Linked DNA regions of Gossypium raimondii: region 2 is linked to region 1. A link is a contact called in public Hi-C data. All regions are on one chromosome and are shown on one strand. Each heading gives the region's core, a stretch centred on a gene start, on an enhancer-like site or on the middle of the called end of the contact. The rest is flanking DNA. Distances are from core to core; before and after follow the strand shown. Region 1 holds the start of LOC105794495 (ranBP2-type zinc finger protein At1g67325). Region 2 holds the start of LOC105794500.

What was found. Hi-C and Micro-C count contacts between places; a contact is called where the count stands out from the background.
Region 2: a Hi-C map of leaf shows a contact between it and region 1, with 2.2 times the contacts expected there. The contact joins the promoter of LOC105794500 here to the promoter of LOC105794495 in region 1.

The regions. Positions count from the first base shown.
Region 1 is chr3:47,938,743-47,945,495 of ASM2569854v1, forward strand. LOC105794495 (ranBP2-type zinc finger protein At1g67325) reads right to left here and starts at 2,443. Exons shown (of 10, transcript XM_012623685.2): 1 at 2,283-2,443; 2 at 1,961-2,006; 3 at 1,753-1,868; 4 at 1,060-1,336; 5 at 784-854; 6 at 390-435; 7 at 170-279; 8 at 1-3. The coding sequence starts at 2,291.
Region 2 is chr3:48,065,728-48,072,567 of ASM2569854v1, forward strand. It overlaps LOC105794500, which reads right to left and starts at 5,154. Exons shown (of 3, transcript XM_052628438.1): 1 at 4,762-5,154; 2 at 4,558-4,654; 3 at 3,410-4,437. The coding sequence starts at 4,809. The coding sequence ends at 3,491.

The sequences.
Region 1 (6,753 bases), core at 1,193-3,692:
AGTCTGCATTTACAAGAAAAATTTGTTATAAGTCAAGAAATAGTTCATAACCAAAGAAAAGGAATGCAGTATTTCATATACTTTACAGTTTTCGAAGTACCAAAGGCAAATTAAGTGTCAAAAGAACAGCTACATTGCATCATTATTAAATATGTAAGTTTACAAGAACCTGAGATCCGGGCTTAGGCGTATTGCATTTCCGCATGTTACAGACAGTTCTGAAAGAGAAGTTAATATTCCCACATTTTGGGCATGTCCAATCATCATCACGAGTAGCATCTGACAAAGATTCAAAGAGAAAATAATTAAATTATTGCAAAAAATTTTCTGTAATGCACAAGATAATGGCTTCTTTGAAAAACAACAGTAGAGATATGTCATGCCTGTACCTTTTTTCTGTAATTTATCATCCGGAAAAAATCCTGGCCTTGGTCCCTGTAGTTTGAAAATGTAATTATATCATAAACTGTGACTCATGCATAAGACACTCTAGTTCCACTACAACTTATAAAATATTAGATGGTCAAAAGAGAATAGTCAAATTTAAGAACCAATCCACAGTATTCCTATAAGGGAGAAATCCGTGCCTTTGCTGAATGAGGGATGCATGCTTAATACAAATTGATAACTGCCAAGCATTGAATAAATCCAGTACACAAACCCAAACCTAGAAAATGTGCAACTACATGATGGAGAAATGATACAAAATATTAAGCTTGCAATCTTAGTTTCAAAAACCTAACAAAGAATGATCTCAAATTAGCATTAAACATCTCAACATACCATTGGAGGAGGGGCCATGGGCAACCCCAAGCCATACCGGTCCATCAAAGGGGGCACACCATACATCCCACCTAAGTAAAAAAGAAAAAAAAGCCCATAACTTACTAACTAATATGATATTAATATCATGCTTAAGGTCAATCATATATGTAAATGGGTAGTTGGGTTGCAGACAAGAAATATCAACGGGTTTTCTTGGTCAACAATTTAACTTGCAAGAGTGAATAAACAGGAAAAGTAATAGCAATTATAAACGGGAAGGCAGATTACCAATACCATTCCCTATCATAGGCCCACTAGAATAAGGGGGTGGTCCAGAAGGCATATGGAGCGGCCGAAAGGGACTGCCACCAGAAAGACGACTGCCATAATTGTAATGATAAGCCGATCCTCCAGAAAAAGGTGCTTCATATGGAGGAATAGAGGAACCATTGAAGAGGGAAGAACCATAAGGTGGTACACCGAGATACATAGAAGATGGTGCTCCAGAACCTACATATGGAGCAGATGACAAATAACTCTGTGGCGCCTGGAGAGGCTTGCCTGTAGATTTCTGAAAGGGAAAAATTACCAACTCAAGCTTTAAAAATAAATAATGGGAGAAAGAAAATGCAAAGGGTCAGTTTCTAAAGAGAGAAACAAACAGTAGAAAAGATTTACGATTTTATGATAAACAGAGTCATAAAAAAATAGGACATAAACAGACTAGAACGAAACAAGCATTGGGTATCACATAATATACTCTGGTCTTTCAGCACAGAACCAGGTATTAACTTCATTAAAAATAACTTGCTAAGCCACATATTTTGAAGAATCCGCTCTTCTATTACTAATTCTGTTAAAAAACAACTCCAATCTGAACAGAAAATCGAAACCTACGAGCCAAAACTAAAGCAATTAAAATTTCAACAATATTCAAAAACTCAGGAATATTTTGAACGCCATTGGCTAATAAATATGAAGACTTACTGAATTATGAACAGCTGGCCTGGGTTGAGTGCAATTGCGCATATTGCAAGTAGTTCTAAATGAAAAATTGACATTCCCGCAACTAGGGCATGTCCAATCATCTTCCCTACGACTGCCTACAAATTTAACCATAAAAATTCAAAATTGCCAAAATTAAACATGTTAAAAAGTACACAGAATGAAATAAAAATAAAATTAAGCGGCATACCATCGGTTCTAGCTCGCTTCGCTGCAGAAGAGTTTCTATTATCAACCTGAACCAATTGCCACCCCCAAGAAAAAAGGTTAATCACCGTAAATATGTGCATAAATCGATACTAAGCAATAATTACGAAATTCATTTCCACTTTTCGATAATAAATTGGAGAATTGAGCAGCGACAGAAAAGCACAAAAAAAAACCGAAAGAAAAGAGAATCCTAGTTTGACAAAGGGGAGTTGATTTTCAAGACAAATCTATCATTAGATCTATTAAGTTGGATGCTCGAATCTATAAGAGGGGAAATTCAGAGAATTGGAAGGGCATAATACCTGAGACATTGAGGCGGCGGCAATAGAGGGAGATATGACTGTTTCGGTGTGAAGATTCGAAACAAGAGAGAGGGAATTGGGGATTTGCCCTACCTGCGATAAAAGGGCGGTGACAAACTAACGGACTTTAAACAGAATAACCAGGGAATTTTTATGCGTGATGTGAGGGATGTAATTGAAAATTTGGTTTAAAATAAGTATAAACGGTTGCTCGCTGCTGCCCCTCTGAATTTCTGACGCCGTTATTGTGATTTGGATGGGGCCCGGTGTTTGGACTTCGGTGCGACCTTTGCCTATTTTGGATGGTCCATGTACTCTTTCAATTAGCATGCCTCGAATTTATTGGTCAAGGTTCAATTGCTTTTAAATAATCTTATTGATCATATGTGAAACATAAATTAATTGGGTATGAATTAAAATATATTAGGTTAATTATTTAAAATATTTAAAAAATTGTTTTGTATAGTTTGATTGCAAGGTTTTTTAAAAATAAAAGTCATAATCATTAAAATGTCTTATTTTTAATTTACATGTACAATATTATAATGTGAACAGTAAAATCATTTTCTTAAAATCATAAAACAAATTCATAAATAATATTGTCACATAAAAGAGAGAGCATATATAATTCACTAAGGCTACATTGGGTGAAAAGAACTAGAAATGATTAATGAAAAGAATTTATGGTTATAAAATGCATGAATTTGACAATTTTGATCAACTTGAGAAATGGTAATTGAATATTACAATGTTACAATATTACAATCGATATATATGATCATGCTAGTTTCAATGGCCATTTGATATCTTGAGTAGCCTAATATTGAATTGATATGTTAGAAGCTCTGGTGGTTATGTTTGAGCTTATTAAGTTGAAGCTCCAAGTAAGTTGGCATTCATGAAGCCAAATTTCCATTTAACCAATGCTTAGATTGATATCAAATTTGCTTTTCATGATGTCTTTGAAGTATCGCCAAAGCATGTTTTATGTTACTATGTTTAGAGGTGTTTTTGGTAATTGTTTTTGATGTTTTGATTCCTCTAAATTCAAGTTTTGGTAATAAGCCTTTGGGTATCAAAACAAGTGATTTTCAAGTCAATGTTTGGCTCCAAGGGTAGAGGTATTGCACTGTTCTGAGCCCTTTTGGCATTTTGAGCCCATTTTGAGATCCAAACACCTTCGATCAATTTCTAACCATTTGTAAATGATTTTAAATTTTTTCTAAAGCCTCTTAAACATCTAAAACTTGAATAAATAATTTGTAAAAATGTTTTATAAGTCATGACTCCTAAATGAATCCAAGGTTTCTTTCTTGTATATGTTCTCGTGGCTTCTCCCATTCGTACTAGTCATCAGGACAGGTGAGGGGTGTTACAACTCGAGTTAGTTTCTAACCCATATAGGGAATTAACTTTCCCCACTTGAAAGCTAAAGTTTTCATTGTATGTTCAGTTCGTGAATTAAAGTTCACTCTCTAAAAAAACCAAAGGTTCAAGATAAACAGAGAAAATCATGTTGGTTGATAGCCAGGAATAAACTAAATGTAACACCCTTCACCCCTCCCAACATACGGTATGAAAGAGAAGTGCTATCGAAACGTTTCCATGACAAAAATCCTATTTTAATTAAGAAATTAAAATTTTAAACATTTTTATAAAAACATAAAAATAGATAAAATCAAATTTAAAACTTTAAAATCATGTTAAAACAAATTAGAACAAATTTGTAGGTGTTAATGTTGGATCTGGTGTCCTAAGTGTAGTATATTCGTTTGTAAACTTATAATTTTGTCGAATAGATTGGTTAATAAAATAATTAATGGATTACATTAATATACTTTGTATAATTATCCTCATGTGCTTTTTGCATGCAAAGAAAAATAGAAGCAGATATTGGCTTACATGTTGTCTAATTTTTAAACTAATACTAAACGATATTATGTAGTTGGATCGTATTACATAAAGACAACTTATATTAGTATACGGACCTAAACATGTCCTTAGTCTAATTAGAAGTGAGCAAACTGATTGAAAGACTAATATGTCGTCTATCAAGTCCAATTGGGGAGATGCCTTGCCTTTGGCATCAGAACAGATGAATCCTAGAAAATAGAGACATAGATGTAACCGACTGGACTGATAGTACATCGGACTGGACCAAGAAGAATAGATCCTGAATTCTTTTATGGATTTATTCCCTTCTAATGTTCAAAGTGTGGCATACCTTAATCCTGAGTGGATGACAAACTATGTATGCATGACTCGTATACTTTGATATAAGTAAAAGTCTGAGTTTAAATAGATAAGGAACCAAAATTTGGTGCGTTGGGTATACGACTTTTACAGTATGTAGAATCATTCACAATAGTGGAATTCATAGTTCAAATGATATCCACCCATTAGCATTACATGGTTGAGGAAAAGTAAACGTAGCCGTGGGTCGTTCGTCTTTGTGATGAATGACTTGATTACTATTTTATAGTAATTGACTTTTCATGAAGGAAGATGTAATGGTTACCATGAGATAAAATAGGATCATATTGGGAGAATGAATTTATCCCAAAGAGATTAAGGATATCCTATGAGGGGAATACACTTATGACAAAGTTATTGGACGAGCACTGTAACACACCTTACATATCTCTGTCGCCGGATTAGGGTTATAATATGCTACTATACAAAACAGAATAGAATCATGCTATATCAGATCAAAATATTCCTATACAATTATTAATTATATTAAACACAATTAAAATCATACCATTCATATCCTAACGGTGTTAAATCGAACATATTAAAGCTATAAAAAAATTAAAATAAAGTAAGGTCTTAATTGAAACATTTGAGAAAAGTGGGGTAAAAATGCTAAATAGGGGTCACACGGTCATGTGACCAGGCCATGTGATAGCCCAAAGTCGTGTGAAGCCATAGGCATGGTCATGTTGACTAACCATGTGTAAGGACCTAAGCCATGCGTGAGGAGGCACACAATTGTGTAACAAACTATGACCATGTGTGTGATAACTCTTGAAAAGAGTTCGAATTTATACTTTTAGACTTAATTAATTACTTGTACTTAAGTAAAATTAGCTTCATTTTAGGTAATTGCATTATCATTTCTAGTTAATCAAGCAGTGCATCTAAGAACTTGAGATGGTGATTACTTTATTGCATCTTTACTTTTAATTGCTTGTGGAAATATCTTGTTGTGGCTGAATGGTAGGTTTAAGGGAGAAGGGAGAAAGATAACAGAGGATAGAGGTTTGCCGAGGCATTATAAAAGGTTTTCATGGCAATGTTGGCGAAGAAAACGACAAACACCTGGTCAGCAATAAGAGCACTCAGCATTTGGTCCCCCACATGCACATGTAATGGAGAATATTCACCTCAAAATTAGGGAAAAAAACAATTATTGGCTGATGGATTTTACTCTAGAAGAAAACCCAAGTATAAAAGGCAATAAAAAAGGGGAGAAAAAGAGAGAGAGAAAAATACGGCTATTTTTCTAAGCTTGGACAGAGGTCTCATGGTGGCAAGAAGGGCAAGTTGAGCTGACTGTGAACTTTGGTGAAGGCGAGTAACAAGACGCTGAGTTGGGGGGATCGGAGTTTGGAAACCCAGATTTCTTCCTCACATTTTGTTTCAATTCTTCTATTCTAAACTAATATTTTGGGATATTAATGATACGAAAATAACTTGAATTTGTGTAGCCCAACCATTAGCTAACTTAATACGACTGGGGTTTGCTTTGGATGATGTTTTAACTTCGATTAATGTTTATGGCTTAATATGGTTCATATTATTGCTTTACCTAATGGTTGCTTTTCTTTAAATGCTTAAGTGAGTGTTGATGAATGCTCAATAAGGCTTAAGGTAACTTGACACCAACATGATTAGGTTACTTAGACCAAAGTTGGGTAATATAAGTGAGTGTTGAGTGAAATACTCTTGTAAACTCTAGACATAGAGCCTTACCTTATACGATTTAGAAGGTTGAGCTTTAGTAGTAGTTGCTAATCCCGAACCTATAGACATACAGAGCCTTAGGGGTGAGTAATCCTAGGTCTTGCTTCGACAGAGGTAAACCACATTAGTACCTAATCGAACAATAAGTTCACCATAGTTTTGCCACTGTATTGTTCACGGGTTAGAACAGATCCCTTAGTAATCCCAACCTTCATGACCAATATTCCAACCTTGCTAAAGTCCCTAGTACTCTTGTTTGATTTGTTGCAATGGTAATCTCTGCTAGTATACTCCATTACTCTCACTTCTAATGTGTTAATCCCATTTTAATTTCATTAAACATCATTCGCTAAATTTATCTTTTTTGTTCAATTGTGATAACTTAGACAAAGAGCACTCATTCAATCCTCGTGGGAATGATTCTCACTCATTACTTTTTTACTTGATTCGACATGTACACATGCACAATTCACACATCAATTCACATGCAACAAGTTTTTGACAC
Region 2 (6,840 bases), core at 3,904-6,403, 130 kb after region 1:
TCAATTCGGTTAGTTAATTAGATTCTAATAGAAGTATGCACACCCCTAATAAATTGTTCATCTAGTTAGAAATAAAGACCTTTTCTTACTATTTAAGGGTTCTTGGTTCAAGTCATCTTACATTTCCAAGATAATCTTATGTTTCAACGTATCATTCTCACATTTAGTTTGCAAGCATTACCTTGAGTCCATAATTTTTACATTAACAATATTGCTAAAATTTTGGAATATAGGGAGTTATTGTGTAGAGAACCTTCGCGGGTATCCTCACCGACCAACCACCTTCACTGGTCTTGACCAAGTCCACCAACACGCCGCCTCCTCCAACATATTGTTATCATTAGTCTAGGGGTCACTCGAGTCGCCTCTAGTAGAAAGTGTGTCATATTGTCAAGAAATATATCACCCATCTCTTACATCCTATGATGTCACATCACCACCATACAACATTCCATGGCTAGCCTCATTGAAAAACAATAATGGGACTTGTCCACTCATGGGAGGCCACTACATGCCCCCAAGCCTTCCATATAAAAGACCTTGAACTCCATCAATGAGGGAAACACACAAATCTACTCTCTCTCTCACTTACAAATATTCTCTCATTCTTATGACTCTTCGCCCTCACTAGGTTAACCATCTTGCGACCTTTGTTGCACTTCTTCCTATTGGTCATTCTAATCATCAGTAATTGGTGTGGTGAGTGTGGACCAAGCATGGTTAATTTAACCACTGGCGTCCTCAATAGCACTAAACAACAACCAACTCAAAATCAACACATATTTTCCATTTCCCACTAAGCCTATATGCCTCGGGTTGGTGGTTTAAGTCCCACTATGTGTAGGTGAGTTACATAATTATTACACATCTTATACTTACACCTCTTTCTTGATTGTAGGCCAATCAACAAAAGTGTTCTTGGCTTTATGAACCAAGCTCACCAGGTTGCTACACTCGGCACGTTGGCTCTCAACAGTGTATGTGAGATAAAACCCCTACCGGAGGATAATTACTTCGATTATTTAGGGATTGATTGAATGTCTGGCAAACGACACTTTGAAGACTTCTCCTGAAAGAGTCGACCTCCCTTAATAAGAGTAATCTCAATATCATCTATTCCTCAAGTAATGTAAGATTTTGGGAATAATATTCACTTTATGACATTTTTACACTTTTTTTTTATAAATTTGATGAGTTTAATATGAATGGATCAAATTATCAATTATAATATTTAATATAAACAATATATTAACCAAAATTAAAATTGATCCAAAATACATTTTAATAAAAATTAAATGAGGTGTAGTAATAAAAAATAAGAGCAATAAAATTGATGTAATTAAATAATGGGGTAATGCTTGCACTCAAAGGAAAATTGATATATTGATTATAATAATACTATATTAAATCTAAGATTTAGGTTTTGTACCAAAAATGAGAATAGAAAGTTTTAGAGTATAATAGAAGAGCTTTATGAATTTTCATATCAATATCAACCAATTAAAGTTAAGGAACTATACTTGTTAAAAATTATAACAAAAATAATTTAGTAAAATATGAGGTAATCAACTAAGCAATAAAATTTTACATTCTAATAAAATGATTAAAATAGACAAATATACAATGTCCATAATGTGTTAAGGGGCATTTGGTTCAAGTCGTCTTATATTTTCGATATAATATTACATTTTGGCATAACATTCTTAACTTTGGTTTGCAAAGATTACCTTGAGCCACTAATATTACATTTCCGGTAAAGTTAAGATTTGAAATATGGGATAATTTCAATATAATTTCTTAGGTAATATAAGATTTCAAGAGGAATCTTGATTTATGAAAATTTTTTATATATTACGTAAATATATTTGTATATATTTCTCAAAAATTATTATAAGATAATATTCTAACTTAAGAAATTAATAAAATAGATAAAATTGTTGGATATCAGCGTATATTAATGAAATTTAAAAATTATGTAAAATATTTCTAATCAAAATAAAATAAAATTTAGTAATAAAATGAAAAAATTGAGATTAATGTATTCATGAGACAACATATGTAAAACGAAATATATTAATTATAATAATACTATGTTAAATCTTGAAATGAAAATGAGAATATATAGTTTGAGAGTTTAACGGAAGTACTTGATGAACTTAACATCAATATCTTTAAATTAATGTTGAAGTAATTAAACTTGTTAATAAATGGTTAAAACATGTTATAGATTTTTCTTTTGCAAATTCATGTATTTTTATTTCCGAGAATTTAGGCCTTTATTTTTGGATTACAAAATTCAAGTTTAATTGTTAACATTGTTAAAATTGTTGGTGTGATATTTTAAAATAAAAAAATACTCACTTGGTAGCAACTGAAAAAAAGCGCGTTGTCATAAACCTAAATTTAACAAAATAACCTTAGTAGTGTAATAGTTAGACTGAATTTTAAAATAAGAAAAATATATGGATTAAATTCTAAATTTACGAAAAGTATAGAGACTTATTACATATTTTAACAAAAATAAACTATAACAAGGACAATTTAGTATGATAAGCTTCTAGGTAATCTTACATTTTGGCAACCAAACAACAAAATCTTATATTCCAACCAAATTAACCAAACATGGTAATTTGTTAAATAATCTTACATTATGATAATTTTATTATCATAAATAATAAGGTAAAACTATACAGATAGTTACCTAACTATAAAAAAAATTCATTTTAGGCACCCAAAATAAAAGTTTGCAATTTAAGCACCAACGTTATATAATTCAATCATTTTGGTCATTCCGTTAAAAGCACAAATTTATTTACTATTAACATAAATATTAATATTAATATAAATTTTAAATTTATTATTATATTTTAAAATATTTATGTATTTTTATATATTTCTTTGGATTTTTAGAATTAGGATCTAATTGAGGCCATTTGTAAAATTTGAAGGTTAATTATTTAAAATTATGACTAAATTGATTTTAGATGTAAAACTTGAGGCTAAATTTGTTATTATATCGATTTTTTAACTGTCACGTCAACTTGTTATTTGTGATTTTAACGGAGTAACCAAATTGATCGAATTATGTAACATGGGTGCTTAAATTGTAAATTTTATTTTAACCTAAAATGAATATTTTTTTTGTTTTTGTAGTTGATCGGCTATTTACACTAAATAATATTATATTTTGTAATCCAATACTCCCTTACTAATATCACATTTTGTTAAGCAGCACCTTAAATAGTAAGTTAAAAAGAATGTAGCCTTTTAACTTCCGTTCAAAACATGGTAAAATATTGTTAATGTGGATAGCTCCCAAGTCCCCACCAGCAAAATGCCACGAATGACATTATTTTGTCAAATTTTTGAGTAATTAAGTAATAATTCAGATTGGAGTGAGACTCGAGTCTATTGGTTAATATATTTTTGGAAACGTAGATAATTCTTTACCGCAATGTGAACTGAAACAAGGCTTGAAGAAAATGCAAATCTAGGGAGAAGAAGAGGTGGTATCAAATGATCTTTTCCTAACAAGCAGGCAGGTAATCTTGGAAGGGTGAGCGTGGGTGTTATCAACTGTACATAACACAAAGTCCGGTCGGTGGAGTGCGAGTGGCAGCCGCTGGCCCTCGCTGAAAACCAACGTGGTCGCATCAAGGAGAACGTGCCATGAGTTTCTATGTGCCTCCGAGATCCAATGCATTGAAAGCCTAGTCGTCCCATTTACATCAGCTGGATAGGCAAAAAGCCCTTTGGGACTATGTTTACATTTTCTTCTGAAGTTTTGGCTAAGTTGTGATCCTTTAATCCTCAAATCCAACCATGTTTCTGGTGCTGAAATAACCTTTGATTCTCTCTGGCTAGCGAATTCCCTTATGTAGTCTGATTCTTCAGCAATGATTGTCAAATAATAGTTCCCTTTAAAGAAGGGGTAGCTTTCACCAATCAACATCATAGCATCCTTGTAATTTGGCATGAAAAGCACTAAATACTCATCTTCACTTAGCCCACAATGTTTCAAAGCCCTGTTTTGAGCTTGAATTTCAGGTATTGAAACGAAGTTCCCTAGGAAAGAAGTTTTCCTAGTGAGGATATCAAGAAGCCTTGAAGCCTCTAATTGAGTATTGTCAATATCTGCCATACCAGAAGTTGATGAAGATGAAAAGGACTCCCTGTTGCCTACAATCCTTGGTGATTTCTGCTTATTGTCGGTAACAACGGTCTCAAAGGACTCGTCACTGTTGGATAGACTGTCGACATCGATCATCTTTAGTCCATCTTCCACAAGTCCATTGCAATATTGAGGATATTTTGCAAAGACATATTGCTCTACATATTGCATTTCAGTGGGTGTTATGGGACCAGACCATCTCAAGTCAAGGCCTTGTAGTGTTGAGATTGCTTCAGCTACCAAATGGGCAGGGATTACACTTTGTGCTTTCTGCTTGTTAAAAGTCCGATGCACAATTAAAAGAAACTCAAATATCAAATAAAAGAAAATCTGTTTTTTCCTTTTTCAAAATAATGTTCTTAAAAGGTCAGATTAATTAAAAGAACTTGCCTTGATAACCATGCTGCTTGGTCTGCCATTTTGGCTTGGTGAATTGGGCATTGAAAGCAAGATTGATGGATCAAATTCACTTTCTGCCATATCCTAAAAAGAATCAAATTAAAACCCTTACATAAGATTTCCTTTTTCTGAATCAAAACCAATATCAAAGCAACCTGAGAGTAAAAAAGCCAATAAAAGGAGGCAAAAACCTTAGATTCTTCATGCAGAACAAGGCTTTCTTCTAAGTTCCTTTCCATGATGATGCCTATGGTCCTTGTACCATAAGCAGGCAAATCCTGCAAGCAACAAGTAAGAAGAAAAAGAAGAAGACGAAGACAAAGAAAAATAGGCAATATGATAAAGATGTGAGAGCTTAGCCTTATGTCAGTGTGGGAAATTTGTAAGATTAATTTCAGTGCAAGGGTAGGACTGAAATCGATATTAAAAGACTGCAAGGTTTAGCAACAATAAGAAGACGCCGCCAAGTGACAACACCCATGTTCCACAATATAGAATATTTTAAAATCAACTGCTTCAATTACGCCCGTAAACTCAAGCTGACTGAGACTGGCGGACAGCTAAAGCCAACCACAAGAAATAATGGAGTTTCCATCTAAATTATGAGTGTGATTTATTTATTTAAATTTAATGACTGTAAAGCAAAGGGGTTACCTAATAATAATTGCATAGGGTTTGGCACACAGTCTCGGGTCTATGTAACCTATTCTAATAATTCACCTTTGATTACAACATTGATTTGGACTAAAGGCCTAACTCTTTTAGTATCTACCAATGAAGTGAAGGAATGAAGGAACAGACAACATTGTACATATTATTTTATCTTTAAGATGGTTTGTTATGAGTCTTTTTCCCTGAATTATTATTATTATTTTACAATAGAAAGCATAAGGAATAATTGTTCTAATCGCATCCCCGAGCCAAAAATCTGGTTTCCTTTACCTTCTGTTTTTTTGTCATTTTAAGACTGTTTTCCAGCTCACTTGTTTCTCCTCCCTTGGAGGCGTCCACAAGTAGATCATCAACCGCAATGAAATGAACTTTTATCATTTAATTTAAATTTATACAATTACCCTAAAACTAATATACATCGAATTTAATATTAGAATGTAATTTTATACAACATTTCTATTTATTTACAAACTATAATCTACAACAACTATACATTAAAATAACCAAAATAAATATCAAAGAGGTCTAGGGTCAAAGAATAATTTACTCGCAAATTAAACAAGGAAGTTTAAGCATGTACTTCACGAAAATGAGAAAATAAAAACATTTGAAGATGGCGTTAATTATTTTCGTCAATTGAGTTAGGAGCAATTTGATCTCTTCTTTGAATGTAATTGATGTTAATTGTTTTCCAATTTAGGCGAGGGAAAGAAAATTGAAAAGAGGAGAAAAATGAGAGAGTGGAAAAATAGAAAATATAATTGTTCTTTCTCAACTTTTGGTAAGAAATATGAAAATTTTGAAAGAGAAAGTAATTTTCATTCTATTTATTACTTGGTGGAGTTGAAATATAAGAGGAAAGAAATTGAAACTTTTGAAATATACATAATTTTAAGTTAACATACATAACTCTCTTATTTTCTCTCTTATCATAGTATTTGAAATGATGCATTAAGATGGAAAGTTGTCATCTCTTGTAACCCGACTATCGGGTCAAATATAGGAATGCTACATTAAATATTAGAGTATTAATCAACCAAACTCTAACAAGTAAACACTCATTTCGAACCCATTTGTAACTTACCAATTCATTAATTAACCATTATCAATGTTAGTGAGGAGCCCGATAAGTTCCTTAAACATTTGAGTATTTAAAACAGTGCTTTAAAGTGAAATATGAACTTTTGCAAAAAAAAAAAAAAAAGGCACATGGTTGTGTCTACCACATGGTCGTGTAAGTCTTTAAGCCCGTGCGGCTCCAAAATTGACCAATTTTCAACACTCACACTGCCGTGTGACTAGCCCGTCTAACTCTCTAAGGCCGTATGGGCCAAAATTGAAGGAAATTTTACAATTTTTAAAATTTTACACCTTAGTCCCTACATAACAAATTTCAATTTCTTCCCAGCCCAAAACACCAATTACAGTGTAAAAGACACTCAAACACATATGCATTACCATACAACATTAATTTACTAAAATTTCATTTAAATCCTACAAAAATTACAAAGTTTGTAGCATGACCCAACATATTCAAAAACCTATGTACATGTCATTTCTACACCAAAACATAATACCTATTTTCCCGAGCTTGAGGA